2 separate regions of the Rattus norvegicus genome follow, and region 1 is linked to region 2. The links are chromatin contacts, called in public Hi-C maps. All regions are on one chromosome and are shown on one strand. Each heading gives the region's core, a stretch centred on a gene start, on an enhancer-like site or on the middle of the called end of the contact. The rest is flanking DNA. Distances are from core to core; before and after follow the strand shown. Region 1 has its middle 36 kb from the start of Rpl38l1. Region 2 holds the start of Podxl (podocalyxin-like).

The links. A called contact is a pair of places that touch in the nucleus more often than the background predicts.
Region 1: a Hi-C map of mammary epithelial cells shows a contact between it and region 2, with 2.1 times the contacts expected there. The contact joins the enhancer-like site here to the promoter of Podxl in region 2. A contact is called at or near these places in 5 of 12 Hi-C or Micro-C datasets (Schwann cells, frontal cortex, kidney and 2 more).

What each region holds. Positions count from the first base shown.
Region 1 is chr4:61,224,472-61,231,430 of GRCr8, reverse strand. No RefSeq gene overlaps it. Among named protein-coding and RNA genes, the nearest start is that of Rpl38l1, 36 kb to the left of the region's middle. Within about 2 kb of position 4,005, at least 19 of the 93 cell types and tissues checked have an H3K27ac peak or open chromatin away from gene starts, as enhancers often do.
Region 2 is chr4:61,144,549-61,152,106 of GRCr8, reverse strand. It overlaps Podxl (podocalyxin-like), which reads left to right and starts at 2,976. Exons shown (of 8, transcript NM_138848.1): 1 at 2,976-3,203. The coding sequence starts at 3,122. LOC134486572 (a long non-coding RNA gene) reads left to right here and starts at 3,210. Exons shown (of 2, transcript XR_010065780.1): 1 at 3,210-5,390; 2 at 5,459-7,558.

The DNA.
Region 1 (6,959 bases), core at 2,756-5,255, 78 kb before region 2:
TGAATTGTTTATACAACAGAAAGTGAGGCCAGATGCAAAAACTTCAGAACTCCAAGCCTCCACAAGGATTTCCAAACGATAAGGTTCTGCTCTTAAGTCACATAAAGCAGGCGAATGGGTGAACAGGTTCCTCTAGGCGTTCTTGAACTATAAAGTAGCCATATAATGCATACACATCCAGCTCCGCCCATTGTAGAGCGTCTTACCTGAACAGCTACACCGAGCCCCAATCCGTTCAAACACGTAATGAACAGTCGGTCACTTTACAGGACAGAGCTCTGCAGGACACAGGGACCCACCCACGCACTCCAGATCCACGCGCTCGGGGTTTAGCCCCCTTTACTGCCATTTGTTGTTCTGAAAACAGAGTTAAAACTCATAAACAAGGTTGTTTTTGTGTTTCTGGCTTGGGGGAGAAAGCAAACAGCACAGATATCCTTAAAGAAGGACTGGGTTTGGACTGGGGCTGGGGCCGGGGCCGGGGCTGGGGCTGGGGCTGGGGCTGGGGCTGGAGTTGTCTCAGTAGTGAAGAACACTTGTTGCTCTTGCACAGGGCCAGGCACAGGCACACAGAGGTAAAATACCCACATGCACAACAGGAAATAAATAAATAAACAAACAATAAATCTTTTTAAAACTAAAAAAAAAAATGCCTGGCTGCAGGTCCCGTGAAGCAGAGTCAGAAAAGAAGAAGAGGACGGGCCTGGGAGCCCAGTGAAGAGTCGGTTGGAGCTTTCCAATCCAGGCTGACTGGGATTTCCACCCACCCCACCCCCCAATAAAAAGGCGCTCTCAGATTTACAGAAAACACAAACTCCTCCATCTGCTCTGCTACTATCACCAAGGCAGCTTTGTAGACACTAGGACCTGTCCAGCTTCCTCTTGCCACCCCCCTCTCTGAATTCTGTCACCTCTACAGATTCAAAGAGAGCCAGGCTGAAGAGTGATCCTGTCCGGGTGGGCAGGGGATAAAGAACAGGGGCCTGGTATGAGGTCAGTCTGGGCCTCTGTGGCTCTCTCCTCTGTCTGGAGACTTTACAGTCTGCGGATGACTGTGAGTCAGATGACTGCCTGGGCATGGCCCTCACTGTCACACATCTGAGCTTGTGTGGCCTTTGATTAGCATTCAGCTCCCTGCATGGAGCACCAGCTGACTGAACCGGGCCTACTGCTCATCCCTCCCTGCTCCTGGGTTGGGGAAGGGGCTTGCCCAGACTCAGTGAATTCCAACTCTGCATAGCACCTGAAGCTAGACCATCCACTGTCTATGACCCACTGGCACCCCTCCAGGCACAGGGCTCAGCATGCTGCCAGTTCCCAATAACAACGAGTGACCCAGCAGCATCCAGAACTCAGGGAGTAAGTCCCTGCTGTCCCTACCACATCATGCTCTGGAGAGGCTTTAGACCCAGAACACCTAACTAAGCAGTAACTCAGGATAGCCATGAAGGAAAAGGATAAAACTGGGGCTGTGGCTCAATGGGTAGGGTGCTGGCGTAGCATGCACAAAGGTTCAATCCCCAGTGTTGTATAAACTAGGCATGATGGTACAGTTGGTACTGTACTATAGAAGCAGGAAGATCAAGGCCACTCTTACGGGCTACATAGTGAATTCAAGTTTGAGTTACCTGAAAGACTGCCTCAGAAAATGTAGAGGGAACTCCAGTGATTATAGCTACAGCGTCCTAAAGCATACCCACCCAGAACTGAAACCCCAGAACCACTTAGGCTCAAGGGCAAAAAGAACAGAGGTGTCTACTTCTTCAAGCGTCCTGGAGGCTGCTCTCCCAAGGACCACATGAATTTACTATCTACTAACCTAGCACCTAGTAGAATGGATCACCCATGTGTCTTCCCTCAGTCCCTGGACTGTGAGGGTTACTCCCAGCAGGTCTGGGATTGCTCCACCCTGGGCCTTGGAAATCAGAACATGCATGGATGAGCCGACCCCTAGCCAAAGCATAAAGCACACTGACAACTGACAGTCTTTGTATCAACAGTCCTGGGGAGTGCAGGGGTGCAGGATGCTCGGGTAACTGTAACATTGCTAATTTGCACTCGGTCTCAATATGGTCGAAGTTGCTAGATACAGGGGATGGAAGTCTGGATCCGTGTTTCTGCAAGTGCACCAAAAACTACTGTGCAGCTTAGTAGGAAGCCAAGCTCAGGCCTCCAGTGTGGACCATTGATTGAGGCTTCATCCATGCTAATGTCCTAGCTGACTTCAGTATATAAGAATCCCACTTCTGGGCTAGACAGATGGCTCAGTGGTTAAGAGCACTAACTGCTCTTCCAGACGTCTTGAGTTCAATTCCCAGCAACCACAAGGTGGCTCATTATCATCTCCTGAAAGGCTTTTAAAAGAAATGGGGAACTAGAAGAATGGCTCAGTGGTTAATCAATGCAGCTCTTGCAGAAGATAGAGTTTAGGTCCAGGCACCCATGTTGGGCAACTCCCAACTGCCTATAATTCCAGCTACAGAGGATCTGATACCCTCTTCTGGCCACACACACACACACACACACACACACACACACACAATACACACACACACACATACGCACACCACACACACACCATACACACACGCACACACCACACACACACACAACACACATACATACATACACACATACACACACCACACCATGCACACACATCACACACACACCACACACACACATGCACACACCACACACACACATGCACACACCACACACACACACAACACACACATACATATACACATATACACACCACACCACACACACACCACACACACACCACACACACATACCACACACACACCACACACATACATACACACATACACACACCACAACACACACACAACACACACACAGCACACACACACATACACACATAGACACACACCACACACACACCACACACACACACATACACACACACACCACACATACACCACACACACACACACACACATAACACACACACAAATGTATGTCCTTTAAAAAGAATCAAAATGGGTCCTTTAAGAAGGCTCAGTAGTCAGGAACACTTACTACTGTTACAGAGGACCTAGGTTCAGATCCTAGCACTCATACATGGCTCGCAGCTATTTTTTTTCCTAATTTTTTATTGTATTTATTTAATGTCTGCGTGTTCTGCTGCACATACACCTGCAGACCAGAAGAGGGCATCAGATTCCCTTTTAGGTCTTGAGCCACCATGTGGTTGCTGGGAATTGAACTCAGGACCTCTGAAAGAGCAGCCATTGCTCTTAACCGCTGAGCCATCTCTCCAGCCCCTCACAACTATTTTTACTCCAGCTCCAGGGGATCCATTGTCTTCTGTTCTCTATAGACACCAGGCACACACATGTTGTATATGCATACATGCAGACAAAAAACCCTCAAGTACATTAAAAAAATTAATTTAATTTTGAAAAATGTTGGAAGCTGACAAGGTAGCTTAGGGTAAAGGTGCTTGCCCCCAATCCTGATGACCTGAGTTTGGTCTCCAGGATCCACCCCTATAGTAGAAGAGAGAACCAACCTCCCTCAAATTATCCTCTCACCTCCACATACAAGGCGTGCCACCCACACGAGCATGTATAATGCACTAAATAATTTATAAATAAATTATTTTTTTATTACATTTATGTGAGGACGAGAGCAGGGCGTGCGTGGAGGTCAAAGGACAACTGACAAGAATCGCTTTCCACCGTTTGAGTCCCAGCCAGGGATGGAAGTCAGACCATTGCAAGTGCCTTTACCTACTGAACCATCCTGCTGGGCCCACTTTCCCAGGAACCACCTCAGTTCTGGGAAGAGCAGGCTGTCATCCAAGTACAGAATGACATCTACGTGTGGTTACAGATTAGGAGCACACAACTGTGCCGCTTAGAAACAAAGAGAAAGGACTTTGGGAAGCCGCCTTCCCTACCCCCAGCCAGGCACAGACCGGGAGAGGGTGGGGGCGGAGCTGCAGTGCAGCAGGGTGGAGGCTGTCCCTACAGCCCCAGTCTTCATTTCCTGATCAGCTCAGAAAGCATTTCCATGTTGGCCCAAAGTTTCTGTTTCCTGTTCCCTCCTACACTATTTTTAGGCCCAGCAGGCATTTCCTGTGTTGGCCTGTCCCACCCGCCTCAGGTCTGTCCTGGCCTCTCCTATCAGGGTGCCTGCAGGGTGGGCCTGACACATGTGATTACTCTCCATAGGGACCCTGGTGCCCCTGGAAACAGGTGTGTACCCAGCAGGTGGCCCACGGCTGCCAGCTCCCACTTGGTGCCACCCACTCAACGCAAGACTAGCTGCTTAAGAGTCAGCCCCTTCCCTTAGGCCTGAGACTCTCCTAACACCATGCGCTGGCTGCAGCCTCCAAGATATGCAGGTGCTGCTGGGACTTGTCAAGTATGGGCTGCAGCACTTAAGGCCTGAAGGTTTGCTTTTATCCTCTGATATTTACATCATTCGCTTTGCCATAGAGAAGGGACGACAGTGGTTCTCAACCTTTGGGTCGCGACCCTTTTCATACTCTCTGAAAATATTTACATTACGATTCATAGCAGTTATGGAGAAGCAATGGAAATAATTTAATGGTTGGGGGAATCACCACAACGTGAAGAGCCATATTAAAGGGTTGTAGCATTAGGAAAGTTGAGAATCACTCAACGTTCAGGGAGTCCCCGGTACTAGACCCATTCTTTTATCCTGAACTGCTCCCCCAACCAGCTTCTGAGTTTACCTCCATGAGTCAATGACTCCCTCCTGAGCCTAGAACTCGACACATTCATACAAGGCTCTGTTTACCCACACTGAGGTAGACAGGAGAGGACCCTAAAGCAGAAACAAGGAGCCTTGTGATCCATCGATCCATCTGTCCATCCCCAGCCTGTCTGACTGCACGAAAGGATCTACACCATAGCTCTCAGTTCTGTGTTCTTCATAACTGTCTACTGCCTACTGCATAGATATAAAAAGAACAAGCTATTCCATATCTTCAAGAACTAATCGCCGGGACTGGGGAGATGACTCAGTGATTAAGAGCTGCTTTTCCAGAGGACTTGAGTTCAATTCCCAGAACCCACATGGCAATTCATAACAATCTGTAACTCCAGTCCCAGGGAATATGATGCCCTTTTCAGACACGCATGTAGGTAAAACATTCATGCACATAAAAAAAAAGTGTTTTAAAGAACCATTTGCAGGAGGCAGGGGCAGAAGCAGGCAGATCTCTGTGAACCTGAGATCAGATTGGTCTAGATAGCAAGTTCCAGGCTATACAGGGTTACACAAAGAGACTCTTAAAAAAAAATCAAGCTGGATGTGGCATCATAAGTTGTGTTTATAAAAAGATAAGGAGAGGAGAAATATGTTTTGTGGATGTGTAGTCAGGTACAGGGTAAGGGGGTGCCTCCGTGGGCCCACGCTGAGGCATCCTCTCCCCCTGAGGGACCAGCCACCGGACTGGTTTAGCATAGAGTTTATTCAGGGCATGGGGAGGGGAGTTGAGAGGGTGGTAGAGGTGGAGAAGGACAGACAGAGAGAGAAGAGGAGTAGAGGCTGGCCATGAGCATGTGGTGGAGGGGGAGAGCAAGAGAGCATGGAGGGGGCAAGCAGCCTCTTTTATAGTGAGTCAGGTAACTGTGGGGCAGAGCCTAGACAAAATGCTAACATCATAGACATGTGATTCATGCAGTCCCAGCACTTGGAGGCTGAGGAGCAAGCTGGCTGCATAGAGAGACCCTCTACACAAATCTCTCCCTTTTGTGGGCCATTACTCTAGCTAAGTAAGAGCGGAGAGCATATTGGAAATGAGACTACAGTGCTCTCTTTGGTTCTTTTTGGAGACAAGGTCTCGCTGTGCAAGCCAGGCTGTCTCAAGTCTCCCAACTGCTGGATGACAGGCGTGAGCCACTGCAGGAAGCCCGGCTTGTTCTCTTTGCATTAGATTCAGATTCCTAAAGCAGTGTCTCCAGAACTCTTAAAGGGAGGTTGCCACCAGAGCCCTGCACCAACTCCTGCTGGATTTAGCACCACCATTCAGGGTCTGGAAAATCAGGCGCCCAAACACCTACAGAGCGAGTTCTCAGAGAAAGCCTGCCTAGTTCTCTTACACCAAGTCCTAACCAACTCAGATCGGCTATCTAATGAACATCTTCTCTATCCCTTCCCTGTTTTTCTTTTTCTCTTAATTACATTTCAAACCAATGGCTATGAGTCACTAGTCTCTGTCATCTTGAGCTAATAATGACTCCAGAACTTGAGTTCACTAATGTCACCCTGGATGGCCTTTCTCTTTCCGGGGGTGAGTCTTTCTGGACGTTACCCTCTGTCCATCTTCTTGATTAAGGGTTGAAATAGTCTGTGCAAGAACACCTAGAAGATATACAGCTCTCAGCTACTGTAGAGGTACACACAGTAGGACTTCAGGGGCAGGAGAGAACCACAATAAAATAAAATCTTTTAAAAACTCTTGCTATTTTGGGACTAGAAAGATGACTAGCAGTTAAGAGTGCTGGCTGATCTTGAGGAGGATCCAGGCTTAGTCCCCAGCACCCAAATGATGGCTCAGAGCCCTCTATTAGCTCCAGTTCCAGGAGATCCAACCCCTCTGGGCTCTGTGGACATTACATCCATGTGGTGCACACACATTCGTGCACATGAAATAAAAACAAATAAACGTTTTAAATAGAAATATCTTACTATTTGATAAAACGTACAGCCCACTTAGTGCCAGAGAAAGAAACTGCCCTGGCAAGGCCATGGACTGCGCAGACAGCTGCCACCCCATATTAGCCAGCAACGGTCAGTGCAAAGGGCCAGGACAGCTTAGACGCTCAACTCAGGCCAGTCAGCAGAGGTGCCCAGCTCTCTGAACATTGCTCTGTGCAATATATATACACTGTAGCTGTCTCTAGACACACCAGAAGAGGGCATTAGATCCCATTACAGATGGTTGTGAGCTACCATGT
Region 2 (7,558 bases), core at 1,727-4,226:
CAGGATTAGGACCAAGAGGACTTACCAGGTCTGCACTTAGGGATGTGGTCAACCGCATTGTCAAATTGCTCCTAACAACGAGGACTGACAGGGACAACAAGAAGACAATTTTAAACCTCATGCCATAGTTTCCTGAGATATAGTTCCAAGCTGGGGGTTGGGGATTTAGCTCAGTGGTAGAGCGCTTGCCTAGGAAGCGCAAGGCCCTGGGTTCGGTCCCCAGCTCCGGAAAAAAAAAAAAAGAAAAAGAAAAGAAAAGAAAAGATAGAGATCCAAGCTGGTATGCATGTCTGCATCTGTAGATTAGCAAACACACACACTATACACACACACACACTATACATACACATACACATACATATATATAATTTGTGCTGCTGTGCTCTCCTGGCTGCTCTGAAGAAGTGAAAAGTAGACACGGAAGATCCCATGTTTAGATGTTTAAATCTACTAGCGGGATGGGTTGGAGTGTCACTCAATGATAGATTGCTTGCTTAGCATGCACAAGGCTTGGGTTTGGGAGAGAGAGAGAGAGAGAGAGAGAGAGAGAGAGAGAGAGAGAGAGAGAGAGAGAGAGAGAGAACACATGGATACTAGTGGCCAAAGTGCATTGAGTTCCAGAAGTATGGGGACTAGTGTCTGTAAAGAGCATTGCAGAGAGTTACAGTCTTGGGTTCCAGACCAGCAAGTTCACTGTGCAGACAGGGCCGGGCTTCAACGCTGCCAAGAGCACTTTCTGTTGGCCTCATTCTGGAAGTTCTATTCTAAGTAAATTGGGGGTCATGTCAGATACTGAAGACTGGAAACTGTAATTCTGACATTGCAGTTTTTAGATACAAACAGTACCCCACTTCCTAAGTCTACATATCTGCTGTCATTTTTAACCATGTGTGATCTGATAGTGGGGTCAATCCGAAATCAGGGGAATTTAAAAATACCCCAAACTCTATTCACAAATACTGATTGTTTTGGAGTTTGTATAAAAGTTGATTCGCTGAATGCAAAGGCATGGATTAATCAGAGAGCATACAAAATAAACATTTCAACCTCAATTTTGAAAAAGCCATTTGTTGGTGCTAATGTCGAGGAGAACAGCGCTAAAGAAAAACCATCACACACACACACACACACACACACGCACACGCACACGCACACGCACACGCACACACCCGTGTATTCATAGGGAACACCCTCTGCCTTTCCCATATGTGGTGTGGAAAACCATGCCAGAACGATTATGCAGAAACTTCCTAGTAAAAACAGCCAGTAAGCTCTTCCCAAACTTGAGGCCGGCTACAGCGACACCCCAACCCCGCTCCGCGCTTCCTAAGCAGCTTCATGATGAGCCTGCGCGCGGCCCACTTGAGGGATTCACAAGGTATACCGTCCTTGGGATCCGAGAATCTCTCCACTTAGGCTCATCTGGCAGAAAGACTCCATATTAGCAGCCCAGGAATAATGTGCGACAAATTTTCGCGATCTCCCTTCGGTGTTAGCCTCCCCTGCCCCTCCAGGTCTGTATCCCAGCGCCTTGAGGGGCCACCTTTGCAGCGGACTCCAGGGTCTGCAGCCCGCAAAGGTCCCCAAACTGGGGTGAATAGGATGCGAGCTTCTTTGACCTTTCACAGAGTAAGCTCAGCTTTATGCGATTCTCCAATTCCGATCTCCCAACCCCAAGTCTACGCTATCTCACTAGCGAAGGCTGCTTCTTTCATAAAGGCTGTCTGAGATTCTGGCCCTACGCTAAGTGTTTCTCCCAAGCAAGTGGATCAGCAGCTGTTGGAAGTTTCACTAGCCCTGCTTTTTGTTATGAAAAGAATCGAAGCACACAGAGTGACTTAGCACAACTAGGTTTTGAGACCAAGTTTGATTTGACGCCGAGGCCCTTAAATCTCCATTGCTGCTTTTTACTTGGCAATATTAATTCTTATGGAGCAATTACGGTATTATGGGCACTGTGCAAAGTAGTTTTCCAGGTTAGTCTCAGAGGCAAGGCTGCTATTTACCACCTAAGGAATCTTAAACAACTTTTTTAACCTTTTTTTAAAACTCTATTTTCCTGTCTGCAAAACGAGGCTTAAAAAATGTGACTGCTGTGAAGATCAAGAGAATTAATACGTGCAAAGCACTTAGACCACAGACCCGCACGAAGTAAGCGCTGAAAATTTTGCCTTCAGGGAGTCACATCCATTTGTACATCGGTGGGAGAGGTTAAGTAAAAACCCGCTCCAGATGGTACGGGGCTCATCCTGGAGCCCAGACTTGTTTGGGAATTGCATGGATCCAGGCACCTGCTGGGTAGGGGACCTGATTCCCCGGCTCTGCCGCAGAAGGTGCTGAGGTCTGGGGGGCCTGGAAGGATCCGATTCTTAGCCGAACTTCCAGGCTGAGAATCTATGCCTGCGTAAAGGGCCCCGGCATTATGGAGGATCCCCGTGGATCCCGGGCAAAAGCAATGCGTAGGACATCTGTGCCAGAGATTGATTGTCTGACAGGGTCCCTGGCGCGCGCGTGCGCGCGTACACACACACACACACACACACACACACACACACGCATTACCCCACACACACACGCATTGCACGCACACGCGCGAACACATACGCATTGCACAAACACACACACACACACACACACACACACACACACACACACACACACACACACACACACACACACACACATTGCCCGGGACCGCCAGCCCCTGTTCCCCCGCCCGCCGCGCTCCAGGGCGGAGTTTCCTCCTCTGCTTATTGTTCGCAGCCCAGCGCCCGCCAGCCCAGCCGCCGCCCCGCCCGACCCCGCCGCCGCTTTGGGAGGGCTCCTGGGGGAGGGGGCGGAGGCCAGCGCGGACGGGACGGGGCGGGAGTCATCGCAGCAGCGTGCGCGGGGCCGCAGCCGCCCAGTCACCGCCCGGGCCGCAGCCACCTTCCCTCCTCGCTTCTGGCTCCGCGTCCCAGCCCAGCTCTGCGGCAGGCAGGAGGAGCAGCCGGATAGTGACTCCAGAGTTCCCGGCTGTCGCCAGGCCTCCGGGAGCGGCGCCGACTCTCCCGCGGTCCGGACGCCGGACCCTGCGCCAGAGCCGCAGCCACCTGCTCCGAGTCCCCGGGCAAGCACAACCATGCGCCCCACTCTGGCGCTCTCCGCGCTGCTGTTGCTGCAGCTGCTGTTACTGTCGACTCCATCTCTCTCCCAGGATAATGGTGAGTGGATAGCCTCGCGGCTCTGCCCCGACCCTTGGTTATTCCCCTCCGCCCCAAGCCTGGAGAGGCTCCTGGGAGGCCGGCTGCACCGCGTGGTCCGACCGCTTGCAGCCTCTCCCGCGTGGCCGCAGGCAGAGTCCTGACCTTGGCACCATCCACGCCCCCTCCAAATTGGAGAACGCCGTAGGTGCGGGCCAGATCGTGGATGTACCTCTAGTCTTCACTGGTATAGAGTGAGCTGGAGTTGTGAGGTTGTAAAGGGGGTACCTGGTGGGTTCGCTGGAGAAAGGGGGGAAACTCTGGGTTGTTGGAAGGTCCCAGATTCCCGCGGGACCACCAAAGTGCGATTTCTCTTTCTCGTGTTTGGAGCGACCAGGGACTGCATTGCGAGGTCGTTGAAACTAAGCAAAACGACAAGCTAGTTACACAAGCCTGAAACAGATCGCAAACCTTTAGGTGCCCACGCGTGCACCGTGCTTCTTGTCCAAGCGCTTTTTCTTAAGCCTGCTCCGGGACGGGTGGAGTAAGTGCTCCTTTCACGGTCCCAGAGTCTGATTCAGCCGGGACCTTGCCTTCACGATGCCTCAGGACCGGATCCTTTCTCAGAGCATGGCCAGGATGGTGGGCCCCTCCCACCCCTTTGTGTAAACAAGAAACTTCTTTCACAAATGAGGTTTGAGCTGTGTCTTAGTAATACCTCAGGCACCCTTCTCCCATCAGACCCAGCTTGGAGACAGTCCCACTATCTTCTTTCCGAAGGTGGAATGCTACTTTCTGTTTGAGAGGTCAGGCAGTGTTTGCAAACGTAACCAGAGCAGGTGTCCCAAAGTCCCTGCCAAACAGCTGAGAGACTCAGCCCAGGAGAGAGAGGCACGTTTCATAGCCTATCCTTCCTGACCAGGTAGTTGTAGGGAGAAAGTGGCGAGGGGAGGCTTTCCAGGATCAGAAGTACTGGAGTCACCGCCCAGACGGGGAAGGGACTCTGTTGATGTGGGAGTTAGTGTTGGGGGGACTGGATTCTACGGGAGAACAATGAGAAATGGCTGCGTGGTGAGGGCTGTTCCTCAGGGAATGGAGGTTAAAGCCTCTGGGGGTGGCCTGGGACTCCAGCATGGCCTGAAAGGTTAGAGTATTCCACTGGAAGGGCCTGTGTCTCTTGAGGAGGGGTGCAATTCGAGGAAGATGGGAGCAGCTTAGAGGACCCCAGTCTACAGTTGACACAATCAGAAGGGATGACAAGTTTGTGGCCTGCCTTGGCAATTTCATGGTGCATCTTCACACGCAGTCTTTTGGAGGGGGAGCCTCCTAGTACCCTTCAAAAGCCAGATGGACTTTCAACCTGATCCCTGGACATCAAGGCTGCGGTTCTTGTCCGGCACCCGAGAACTGCCTAGGAACCCCATCTGCTGAGAAGCCCTCTCCAGACTCTACCTCAGGCAGGAACAGTTCATCGTCAGAGCTTAACATGTGCCCAGAAACTTGTCCTTGCAAGCAACAACTCTCTTAAGCATCACCGAGCCCCGGATACCCAAACCCCGAAATGTCATTTTTACAGTATGTGGCAATATAGAGAAGTTCTTTGACAGTGTTTGGTGACCAGGAGGAACGGTTACAGCAAACCTGGGATTGGGGTGTAGTGGTTTTACACCTTTCTCTAGGTCAGCTCCCTTAGCGGCTGTCATCAGCCATATCTCCCCCCACCCCCAGCCCCAACCTCAGTCGGTGAGATTCTGTGATGAGATGCAAAACTGGAGGCTTATGGTGAAAGTCTCTGTAACAAAGGAATTATCCGGACCGGTCCCCTCCAGCTTTCCTCCTAAGCTGGTGGCTGGAGCACACCCTAGAGGTAAACAACCTTTATCCTGGGATTCTTTTGGTGCTTTTCCTTTGCCACAGGGCTAGTCAGACCTTTGCACTCCACTTTCCTATCTGTGAAGTAGAATGGAGGGACAGAAGGGGACCGTTCTTTCCACTGCTGTAGATGTCTTGGCTTTCATGGTCCTTGGCTGATGAAAAGGAAGACTGATTTAGTCCTCTTTGGTTGATAGCCGGATGGTGCATAAATCCGGGTCAGGAGAAAGATGGGTTGACCCCATCTCAGACTGGGCCCCACACTTGTGTGCCTGCGGACGAGGTAGTGTACTTTCCAAGCCACAGCTTCCTACTGAAGTGATCGCAGGTTCGCAGGTGCCTGCGGACGAGGTAGTGTACTTTCCAAGCCACAGCTTCCTACTGAAGTGATCGCAGGTTCGCAGGTCGTCTTCATCTGAGCAACGGGAAGGGGAACAGGTTTAACATTGTTGCCAACCCACTAGTATCAGCGGCCCCTGGGTACTGCTGTGAATTGAATGGGTGTATTGGGTGCTTCATGGGCTTGAGCCTCAGGATTCTGCTGCTGTTAGCAATTGGCAGTCGGAATGTGGCTGCTTCCCAGAGACAGGGGGAGGCTGGCTGTCTTAATGAGCCCAGGGTGAGTTGTGAAGAGCTTCCTGGAGTGTTTTCGTATGGAGATTTTTAAATAAAAAAAGGATCTGCAGGGGGTGGGAGAGCTCTCCCTAGGGTCACTAAGCTAGGATGAATTGTAAGGTGTAGGGGAAATGCAGGCTGGGGTGTGGGGGATTGGAGCCACTCTAGGGAGTTTGAGGTAGGCTCTGTGAGGAATTCTATAGGGGAGGGAACCAGCCTCTGGGTTGAAGGGAAGGTTCCAGAAGTGGGGAGGAGACAGGGGTTTTCTGACAGGATTCTTTCTGAGGTATTCATCAACAGAGGTAGCCAGACTGAGAGACAGACTGAGAGTCACTAAAGGCACAGAGACTTCAGGTGGGGTGTGGCCTCCGTCCTCTGGAGGTCACGCTACCTCTGTGGAATGTTAGACTCAGGTGAAGAGAGCCAGAGAGTCTGCCTCTCTTCCTTGGCCCCTCCCTTCACAGAGAGGACACTACCTTTGGAAGCTGAGGGGGAGGGACCATGGGGTTAGGGTCGCCTGGGGAGGAGGCTGTGGAATGGGTTATCTCTTGAGCCTGTGGAACCCTACTGGGCTCCATAGCCTGCTGTGCCTTAGAGAGCCAGAACCTTGTGGTGAGCATGTGCTCCTTGGCTGTTGACCTGAAAGAGAATCGCAGCAGCTTGACTCCTGGGCAAAGATGTCTACATAGTGGACTCCCTGTCCAGTTGTGTAGTAGGAGCCAGTCTCTGCTCCAGCCAATGCTGCCCTCCACAGCCAGAGACATGATGAAGCTGCTCTCTGCTTACCCACCTGAGCTGACCAGGAAACCCAGCAGACCTAGAGCCAGGAGGATTTTCAGCTCTGGGCTCTGTGTCTGAGGCAGGGCAAGGAGCTCAGTTGATACAGTTTACTGTCACAGCCTGTTCCCAGAAACACTATGGGACAAGTCTTTCTGTTGTGTGTCTCATCCACTTGGGAGGCTGTGAAAGATCCAAGGAAGTGTCAGATCTGGGATCATGACTCCCAGGGCCACAGAAGCCTAAGTGTGTTCTTTAAGTGAAGACTTCAAAGCCGGATGTGGTGGAGCATGTCCTTAGTACTGGCATTCAGAAACGAGGGGATTTCTGAGTCCCAGGCCAGCTACATAGTGGCACCATGTCTAAGAAAAAAAAAAAAGAGCAAGCTTTCAAGAAAATAATCTATTCAAAAGATATTTTATGGGATGGGACATGCTTGAACTCTCAGTGTAGCTTTTGGCACTGAATAAACCCAGCATGGTGGCACACATCTATAGATCAAGCACTTGGGAGGCTGACTCGGGGTCACCAGAAGTTGAAAGTCATTGGTTTCATAGGAAACTGGAGGTCAGCCTAGGATACATGAGACCCTGTCCCTAAAAGGAAAACACTGTAAGGAGCTTCTCATTTGCAGTAATACTTGAGATAAGGTTCCTTTAAGTAGCAGCCCACTGCTTATTCAAAGTGGAATCCAGGAACTCAGGGGGAAGCTCACAGGGTAGAATGCTTGCCTAGAATACACAAAGTCCCCAGTACCAGAGAAAGTGAGCGCAGTCTGTAATCCTAGTACTTGGAGGGCATGGGAGGGAGGAAAATAGGAAGGTCTAGGTCAGCCTAGGCTACAGGAGACCCCCGTCTCAAAGTAAAACACGTAAACGACGGAAACCGGTTGCCCAAGGATAGTTTCTATACCATCTCTGCAAAACTGTTCTAAGACAGACTCCAAGGGCCAAGAGCCACCTGCAACTCACCTGCTAGAACACACTTATTTTTCAGACGAGAGAGGTGTAGTCCAAGCAGGAGGGACATTGCCTGCTTCTGTGTGTTCCCAAGGGCCTGGCAAGAGACAAGTGTGTACAAGTGTGTACAACTGACCTCAGCCTTTTTGGTGT